Linked DNA regions of Gossypium hirsutum: region 2 is linked to region 1. Evidence: chromatin contacts called from public Hi-C data. All regions are on one chromosome and are shown on one strand. Each heading gives the region's core, a stretch centred on a gene start, on an enhancer-like site or on the middle of the called end of the contact. The rest is flanking DNA. Distances are from core to core; before and after follow the strand shown.

Region 1 (5,183 bases), core at 1,827-4,326:
TCCCTTCCTAACTTCGTCTAATCCCGGTGCAGACCCCTTCTCGTATTTCATATGCAATACATGCATTGCATAAATGAAGCATTATGGATCATGCCTATTAAACTAAAATGGCAGATACTTTTAGACCCATGCAAACTTTCGACATACTTAGAAATTCAAGGTTGGAGTGTAGAAACTCACAGTATTTTCTTGCCTCCTTATATTAGCTTTTCCTAATGCCAGAGCCTCATTCATCCTGACAGCTAAGTATGACAACCATGCATTGATTAAACTAAATATGTTCAGCCCTTAAGACCCAGATTCCATAATTATCCAGAAACTTAGAGTTTTCTTACTCTACGTTTTTTCTTCAATCCACAAGTTCGGAGGGATAAGAAAACTTACATGTTCCCAATCTTTTCACTTCTAGACTCAAATTCGCACAATGGTTGCAACATGCAGAATGTTCTTCGACTACATCATTTTCTTCTTCAAGGCGACTGAAAAAGACAATACTTAGAGAAATGTTTAGGAAGCAGAATTGAGAGAAATTCCGTTCCCGTACACACCTATATATACTCCATCGACACAGTCTCTAAAGACCATTATCGTCACTCAATCCTAATTATTATGTCTCCCGCTTTGGAACCAGCTGCTTATATCCTAACCGAACCAAGGTTGAGATACAACTATTCAAATTTCGACCACTAAAATTTCTAATTTACCTGGTGGGGCCTAATAGTTTGCTAATCTTCTCAATTTAAACTTAATTTCCTTAGTTTTGGTTTAGATAACGATGTCCGGTATTACAAAATCTCATATTCCTTCAAAAGGTCATCAAACTCTATGGTTAAATACTCTTCATCTCGATTGATCATAATACCTTGACACTTTTACCTAGTTGGTTTGTAATTCATTTTTAAACCCTTTCAACTTTTCAATGGCCTCAAATTTATGGCACATTAGATAAAAATATACATATTTATTGTAATCATCAACAAATTTTATGAAGTATTGAAAACCTCCTCTAGCCTATGTATTCATTAGATTAAATACATCATTATATATAAGGCCTAATTAATTATTAGCTTGCTTACTTTTACTAGTTAAAGAAGCTTTAGCTATTTTGGTTGACAAGCAAAATCCACATGGTTCATATTGTTCAAAAGCAAGTGATCCAAGAATTCATCTTTATGAAGCTTGGAGATGTGTTTCTCACTTATGTGTCCTAACGACAATGTCAAAAATAAGTTTGAATTGAACTATTTGCTTTTAATTTTTTAGTATTTATGTTATAAATAAACATATCTTTATCAAAGATATAGAAGCTATTAACCAATTGTGCACAACCATAGAAAATTTCATTTATATAAAAAGAACAACATTTATTCTTAATAATAATCTCAAAACCTGTTTTGGTTGAAAAAGAAATGAAAATAATGTTTTTTGGTTATTGAGGACACAAAATGCGACTCCCAACAACTAATGCATTAACTATTGCTCCATTTACTACTTGTGGGTCCACATCCCCTTTAGTTAGGTTCTACTTCTTTGTAACCTCTATACAAAAACAAAAATAAGAGTAGAAGTAGATATATTAATATTAATAACATGAATACTTAAAGTAAAAGATAAGAAGTTTCTTTTAATTTGATATCTTTTTTTAATAAAGAAATTGTTTGTTCTGGAATTTTTCTTTTTTACATTTTCTTAGTTGAGACTGTGTCAAGTTAACTCATGACACCAACAAAGTCTTTTTATTAAAAATATAGATATAGATGTATATTTTTTTGGTCGTAACCAAGGTTTCCATCATCAATAATAGTGACTAATCCCTTCATTACAAGTGACTTTCGAAGAAGTAAATGGCTAGTCATAAAATATGTACTCTATTTTCATGAGCGAAAATTGAACCCAACAATATACTTAAAGGGATGGAGGTGAGACATAATACATGTTAAATAATTAAATAATATATCAACTAATAATATAAAAAATCTACGGTATATTTAAAACTAAAATTTTAGTTAAATAAAATATTAATTAAACCCAGTAGACAAATTTGGTACGACAAAAAGATGTTTGTGCTCTTTTACATTGTTTTTCTTTTCTTGGTAATGTGGGATTTAACAATGTGATTAGACTTCAAAGCCTCTTATTTAGCCTTAGTTGCCCACCTTTTTGGTCGACATTATTGGGTCGTAAGTTTCACAACAGCTCTGTTGATGTGTGTGAAAATTAATGAGCCATCCAAACAGGAAAGAGAAAAAGGGAGATTCCTACGTACTAAGACCAAGCTGATCGTAATGAGCCACTAGATTTATTGCACGTTACAACAGTTGTCGAGGGTTTTAAAAAAAAAGGAGGCAGAGAGATTACTTGTTCAGTAATTCAGCAAAGTCAAATTGGGTTCATGTTGGACCCCATTGCTTAAACTTGATCACTACAGATGGAAGAATCCTAGCCGTATAGATTAGAGGGGCCCACGAATCCAAAAGTAAAGATCATTCGATGATTTTGAATCGTACGGCTTCGGATTGGTGGTGGAGAAAAAAGAGAAAAGGGAGCTACTCGAGTTGTTGGTAGAAAATGATAACTGAATGTGGAGGGCTGAGCTGCCAAGGGGACAATTGGCAAATCTTGAGCCAAGCAGCGTTGTGATTTTTATTCTAGTTGGGTCATCCCGAATAAAGATAAAAGATTTAAGGAACAACCTCGCCCACCGTTTTCATTCCCTAAGAAACACGGTATAAAACAATTATTTTGATTAGGGTTAATATAATTAAGTCTATTTTGTTATGCGCTCCACTTTTGTATTTCAGCTCAACGATTAGGTTTATTTTAATTTTTGTATTTAGAAAAATATAAAATTTTGATAATGTGATATTATGATATTATGTCACGTCATTATCTGTAAAATAGTTAATCTAATGATATAGTTGTTATACTATACATCAATAATGACAGTAGGAATGATTGCAAAGTAATAAGAAAAAAAATAAGAATACGTAGATTTTACGTGAAAAACCCTTATCAGGAAAAACCATGGGTAGGGGAAGATAAATTCATTGAAGCTGAAAAACAACAATACAAGAAGCTTTTGGCTATGCTCTGTTTTTAAGGGTTAAACAACTCTTTTTTCTTTTTAACCCCATGTGATGGCCTGATGATCAATGGTGTTTATCGCCCCAAGTGTGGCCTAGATTCAAGTCGTGCTAGTTGTGTTTGTTGCTTGAGTTTTGTCTTGTTATTGTAATTAACTAAAAAAATCCTTTTTTAATCAATGTATAATAAAAGAAATATAGTCCTATATAGATTCAACTTGTGCGGCAAGGCCCATAAATTTTTAACCCTCAGACCTTCGCATCCACAGATCCCCAATTTTGCCTCTCTATTTGATTTCTTTAACAAGTGAGTTGCATCTTGAACTTTTCTAGCCAGATCAAACGGGATTCGGGTCACACAACTCTAACAATGACACAATATCAAAGTGCCACATCATCAAACTTTTACATCATTCCAAAATCAGGAATCAAAATAGACCTAAGTTCAAGTATCAAAGTGGACAAAAAAATACAAGTATCAAAGTAGATCTAGTTATCAAGTTCAAGGGCTAAAATTTGCATGAACCCTTTTGAAGATATCTCTAATTTTTAATTAAAATTATATATCATGATGCATTTTATTTAACAAATATTTTTATTAAAAATTCATATATAACTAAAAGGTTTTGATTGAATTGGTGAAGTTAAAATATTGAAAATGAATGTTTTGTGTTCAAATTTGTATCTTTCTAGATTTCACATGATTTAAAATGATAAATTTACTCTCATAATAATGTTTATTATTTCATAAAATAAAGGGTTTTTGTTAATTGATAATTGAATTGGACCCGATTGATAGATGACATTAAAACAGTTAACAATTTAAATATAATATAAGATAGATGAAATAGATTATATATCATGATGCAAGTCAAATTTATTTTTATTTTTTGGTCTCTTCAATGTTTATTTTACAGTTTACATTTGGGGTTCGTGACTGCCCCTCTCAATAAAATTATCTCTAAACTTTGAACACATATTCTCTTTTTAAATTGTAATATATCTTATTCTCTTTTTAAATTGTAATATATCTTATTAGTATACTCAACACTTGTTAATTACATATTTATATTTAAATATTATCATGAACAGAGTGGAAGTTCTAAGAGCTTAAACACACACAATTGTCTAACATCTATTACACGAATAATTACATAAATTTTAGATGTATGAAATATGTAAATTTAAATTCAACCCCTAAGAATTTCATCTCACTTTCAATAAGTTGAATTTGTTTCCTTTTCCTTAACTTGTTTACCTTGTTTGTCATTAACTTGAATCCGTTCTTTTTTAAAAAAAAATTTGAAGTGTTATTTTTTGGACAGTTAACCTAAACCGTTAATAATAAAAAGTATTATCCCTTAAATCTGTTACAAGATGAAATGTAAAAAAAATAAAAATTTAAAAATGATTCCGTAGTCAACAATCCCCCTCGACAAGCCTGAATTTGATAACCTTTTTACCATTTTTTATGAATAATAAATCCTATATGGTTGTCATCATGTTATGTTTTGTTATCGCTATCACGGCCATCATAATTGCCACTTCATTGTTTCCAATTTGTTACATCTAATGCAGTTATGTTTCTATTTCCTAAACTAAAAATAATATAAACGGATTTTTTATAAATTCTAAAAATAAGATTTTCAATTGTATTAAAAAATATTTATACAATTTCTACTACTACTCATATTGTTTTAAACTCTTAAATTAAAAGATAATGCGCGTTTAAATATATTTAAACCCACAAATTTTTTATTTATTACAACAATATCAATTAATTTAAGACTCAATCAACACAAATTTAAATTTAATTGTTCATTACGCAAGAAACAATCGAAGGTTTCAAAATGATAAATTAACCAATAACAAAATTTAAAAATTAGAAGCACAAAAGAGTAAACGTTGTATGCATGGAAAGTAAATTCTCATAAATTTTTGTGTTCTATCGTTGAACTTATGGTGATGTTGAAGTTCAAGATTTAGCACGATAAACCACAAACTCAAAATAGATGTAAAAGAAAAAGAAAATAGATAGCATACTTTATTTAAGAATTTGGCGAAGGTGGAATTTAGAGACTCGGGCTCCAAGTGAATTTG
Region 2 (5,183 bases), core at 1,731-4,230, 160 kb after region 1:
AAAGGCTTGATTATGGGACAAGTTTTGATTTTTTTTTAAATGAGAAAGTTTAGATTTTAACAAATAAAAACACTTACTCTTCACGCACAACGATCAAAGTTGATGCTTACACTACCGGAGGATCTTGATTCACTACTCTGCCTAGAAAGAACAAACCAATCGCACTTAGTATTAAAAATAAATATTTCTACATAACGAAACTAATCGTTAAACTACCAAACAAAGATGAGTAGAAATGAACAATACCAAAAGAATACCCAACAACTTACACCAATTTATCTTCAGTGTCGAAACCGAAATCAAAAGTACAAAAGGAATGAGTAATGGCAACAAGAAAACAAGATGAAAGTGTATGTAGGCAAACCAAAACTGAACCAAAAGAATAAAATTTTAAGTGGCAAAATGGCAACCAAAAAGCAAGGAATGTGAAACCCCAAAAGAAGGATTTTGGGTGGTTACCAAGATTAAAACAAAATAAGAGATATTTGATTTAATTAAAATCTAATTAAATCTAATATTATCTTAATCCCCATCCAAAACCCCAAATGCTGAAACTTTTAAAATTTAAACAAAACTCTAACTCTCAACAAACCCCACACAAAAGAAATAGAATCCACAATTCGCCCCAAACGCGAACGCCGAAGGCACCTAACCACCAAACTAAGTCAACTTATCTGACAACCAAACACATTCAAAAATCTAAAAATTTGAGACATTACATTATATTAATTATTAATATCTATTATAGATGTTCAACTATAAATTTATTCTTTTTCGGGTTTTAGGTTGGATTTATCTCAAACTCAGGCTAGATTGATTTTGGACTTGAATTCTTACAGAGTTGGACTTTCTCGAGCTCGAATTCTATCGGGCTCCCAACCATCTCTTCATTCAGGTATTCCTTTTCAGACTTAGAGGTGAGTCAAGTATTAATTTAGTGAAAGAAAAAAGGAAAAAAAATCAATTTAGCCTTTAATGTTTACAAATTTGTCACTTCGGCTTTAATTTTTTTTTTAATTATTTTAGCCCTCAACCTTTAAGCTTTAGTCAAACCATTTTGTTACTAAAATTTTATTAGCACTAACATGACAATTTACGTGGCAGTCTAAGTATACTTTATTGCTGACATAGATCATTTTTATTTTTTTATGAACATTTTTTAAATTTATTGAATCTTTAATTACTTTTTGAGATTTTATGAAGTACACAACCACACAAGTTGTCATATTAGTTCCATTAAAATTTTCACGATCCAATCAACTTTTTCATGTAAAAGAGATAAATTATTAAGGGTTAAATTTATAATTATAAAAAAATTAAGGTAGTTTTTAGAAAGTCACATAGTAATTGAATTTAGGTGCAAGCAATTACTCAAGGATGACATGTTTAAGTAACTATTGTAATTGGTGGATCCCATTGAATTGAGTGTAATTGAAGCACCTCAATAACACTTTCCAATTCATAAGGTGTGAGAATTGAAGTAATTATGCAGGTAATTATACCCAAATTCAATTTTTAAAAATTATTATAAAAGTTATAAAAATTATATTATAAGTATAAAAATATATGGGTGTTAGGGATGATTATGACAAAAAATTTCTTATATTATAAATTCTAAAAAGTTATATTATAAAAATAATTTGTATATTTTATAAAGTTATAACAAAAAAATTATTTAAATCCCAAAAAATTCTAAAATTATGGTAAAAAAATGTTATTTATTATAAAAATGTTATAATATATTTATTTATAAAAATTTATGGTGAAATTTAGACATAACTTATTTATATATCCATTCTATATATTATAAAAATAATATGCTTATGTATAAAAAAATATTATAGTTTTTTATCATAAATTATTTATAAAAAATAACTTTATGAAGTTATGATAAACATAATTATATTATTTAGAAGAATTGTTATAAAAGTTTTTGATAATTCATCAAACATTTTCTTATAAAGATTATATATTTTAAATTTTATATATTTACTTATTATAAAAAAATGATATAACCTAGGATAAATCTTCTCCAAATTAAGTTTATATAAGTTTTTTATAATTAAAGCTACAGATTATTTAGATTTTGAACTCAAAAATTATAAGGTCGATGCTATCGTGAAGTATGATACCATTTGAGAGAATAGTGTCAAACACAAGCACCATAGACAACTTTCGAACTCTTTAATTTGAGATATTTAAGTTTTGAAATGTGGTTGAGTAGACATTTGTTGTTCTAAAATAATATTTCTTATATTAACATAACCTTAGTATAGCATAATAAAGTTGAATCGTATTAGCAAGTTGCATATTTGATAGCTTAAAATTATAAGTAGAATTGAGTTGATCCATACTTCAGAGTACATAGGAGAAGGAAATTTTAATAATTTTAATGATGCAATTCAAATTCAAATGATGATAAACTCTGTTAAGGACCAATAGATGACAATAAGGAGTATATGTTAAATATTTAAAAAAAAAGGGGATAACCCAGTACCTCGTATTATCAACTACTTTTTTAGACTAACATAATAGATATGATGATTTGATTTTAATTTTTGGTACTTGTTTAGAAATCATTTTTATTATACTAATATTTTTTATAATAATTAATAATTTTAAAATTATAAATTATGTACTTGTAATTATAATTTGTACTACCAAATATGATTAAATTACGATATAATTAAATACGTCTGGAAAATTACAATTATTTGTAATTTTAAAAGTATAATTTAGTAATTAGGTGTTGTCTAAATATAGCCTTAAGTTTTAAGTGATATCAGTTCCATATTTGAATTTGGGTCTTGGCCCAAATAGTGGATATCTGGGAATTAGAAAATTTTGATGGATGGAATCCAAAATCTAAAGCTAAGTTTAAGATCGAATAGAAGGGACGAAGAGGCATGGCAGACACTGAAGTGAGCTCCGTTGTGTCTGATTTCATCGGCTTCTTAAACGCTTCTCCTACTGCTTTCCACGCAGTTGGTAATCCTTTTCTTCTCCATTTTCTGTTTGGTGGAAGTTTAACTTATTCAAGTCCGTTCAATCTAAGTAATTTACAATTATATTCTTTGTGTATTCATTTTTCACTTGGGTTTTATTGAATCTTTTTGCTGTGTTTTTATTTATTTATTTATTCACAGATGACGCCAAGACACGTTTGCAAAAGGTTGGGTATGAACAAGTAGTAGAGAGAGAGGATTGGAAATTAGAAGCCGGGAAAAGATACTTCTTGACCAGGAATCATTCAACCATTGTTGCTTTTGCTATTGGTAAAAAGTATGGTTTTTTGCTTTCTTAAGAAACAAATATTAGGACTTGTTTGTTTATTTTTGTAGTTTTATTTGTTTGGCAAGAAAATTTCAGGTAAAAATGGAAGTAAATTTACTCTCTTTTATTTTTGCTAATATGGACTTGAGAAGAACTGTGGTCTGACTAGGGATTGGGGGTTTTTGTTGTTGTCAATTACTATATAAAAAGATTGAAAGTTTATGTCTTTATTGTGATTAGATGATGTTTTAGTTAGTTTATCCACTAATATTTTGTATGCTTAGATATGTTGCTGGAAATGGATTCCATATAGTCAGTGCGCATACTGATAGCCCTTGTCTAAAATTGAAGCCTGTTTCCGAGGTAAAAAAATGTTTACCCAATAATTTATGATTGAAGAAAAAATGACTTGTGGGAATGATTAGGTAAAAAAAGCCGGTTATCTGGAGGTTGGTGTGCAAATGTATTGAGGTGGTTTGTTGCATACATGGTTTGATCGCGACTAGACAGTTGCAGGAAGGGTGATGATAAGAGAGGAGAAGGGTGGTTCTGTTTCCTATTCACATCGGCTAGTTAGAATTGAAGAGCCTATAATGTGTGTCCCTACCCTGGCAATTCACTTAGACAGGTAGGCTTCCTAGATGAATTCCCAAAGTGCTATATGCTTGTGATTGTTGTAAATAACTGCTTTGTGGGATTTAATTCACTTTACTCTTTGAGGAGTTTGATTTCTTACTATCTCTGTTAGTATTGTTGATAGAAATTACTTTGTTATTGCATGTCTTGTGAGTAGGGGTGTTAATGATGGATTCAAGGTCAACGCACAAAGTCATCTTTTACCGTGTTTTATTGCATGCTATATTTCTGATTTTAGTTATTCATCATTTCCATATCCTAACTTCGTTTATTATTGTGGACCTGTGTCAACCATACTACAACAGTTTAAAACTTTATTCCAGTGAAATAGGTAAAGGCCTTTTACGTCTGCATTTGGTGTTTCGATAGTTGCTTCTTTGTTATCTGCTGCTTCGTGACTAGAAACTAATAATATAAAATATCATATGACTATATTGCACATTTAAGGTCTGTTTGATTGACGGAATTGATTTTCTGGAAAATCATTTCTAACTTTTCCAGCGTTTGATTGGCGGAAAACATTTTCCATTTGGAAAATAAACTCCAAAACAAGAGAAAATGGGTTACATTTTAGGGAAAATGTCTTACCCTTTCAATTTCCGTAAGACATTTTCCATGCTCTCCTCTCTATCGCCTCATTCATTCCTTCCTTCATTTCCGGTAGAAAAATGCTTCTGTTTATCGATTTTTCAGTAACTTGTTTTTTTAATTATTCAATACTTATTTTTTTAACACAATTACAAATAATTTATTTGATATTAGTTTTTTTCAATTTATAGCGATTAATATTGTAGCTTAATAATTGAGTATTATTATAAATAAATCATTGCAATATATGTAAAAATAATTTAAAATATAAAAATTTATTAATATATATTAATATATGTAAAAATAACTTTTTCGAAAAATATTTTCAAAAAATCTGCCAAGCAGCAGAAAATATTTTACATAGATTCAATCAAACACCAAAAAATATTTTTCAGTAAATCATTTTACAAAAAAGTAAAATATTTTTTAAAAATTATTTTACGGAAAATATTTTACCGGCAATCAAACAGATTAGTGATCCATTTATATTGTTACAGGAACCAAAGCCACTTCAGGAATGCCAGTGTTGAACGATATATTGATAAATGAATCATACGATTCACATCTAACAAATTATTTCTTCAGCTTTGGCAGTTCATGATATTTCTCTTTTCAGTTATAGATTACGTAGTTTAATTTCAAGCTTGTTTAAATGAGTTCATTTTCACGACTGACTAGAACATCAT

Evidence for each region. A called contact is a pair of places that touch in the nucleus more often than the background predicts.
Region 2: a contact with region 1 is called in a Hi-C map of petal, with 1.9 times the contacts expected there. The contact joins two enhancer-like sites. A contact is called at or near these places in 2 of 34 Hi-C or Micro-C datasets (leaf and petal).

Annotation. Positions count from the first base shown.
Region 1 is chrD03:41,590,240-41,595,422 of Gossypium_hirsutum_v2.1, forward strand. No RefSeq gene overlaps it. Among protein-coding and RNA genes, the nearest start is that of LOC107949896, 9.9 kb to the right of the region's middle. Within about 2 kb of position 3,077, at least 4 of the 9 cell types and tissues checked have an H3K27ac peak or open chromatin away from gene starts, as enhancers often do.
Region 2 is chrD03:41,752,626-41,757,808 of Gossypium_hirsutum_v2.1, forward strand. It overlaps the pseudogene LOC107949703. Among protein-coding and RNA genes, the nearest start is that of LOC107949701, 12 kb to the right of the region's middle. Within about 2 kb of position 2,981, at least 6 of the 9 cell types and tissues checked have an H3K27ac peak or open chromatin away from gene starts, as enhancers often do.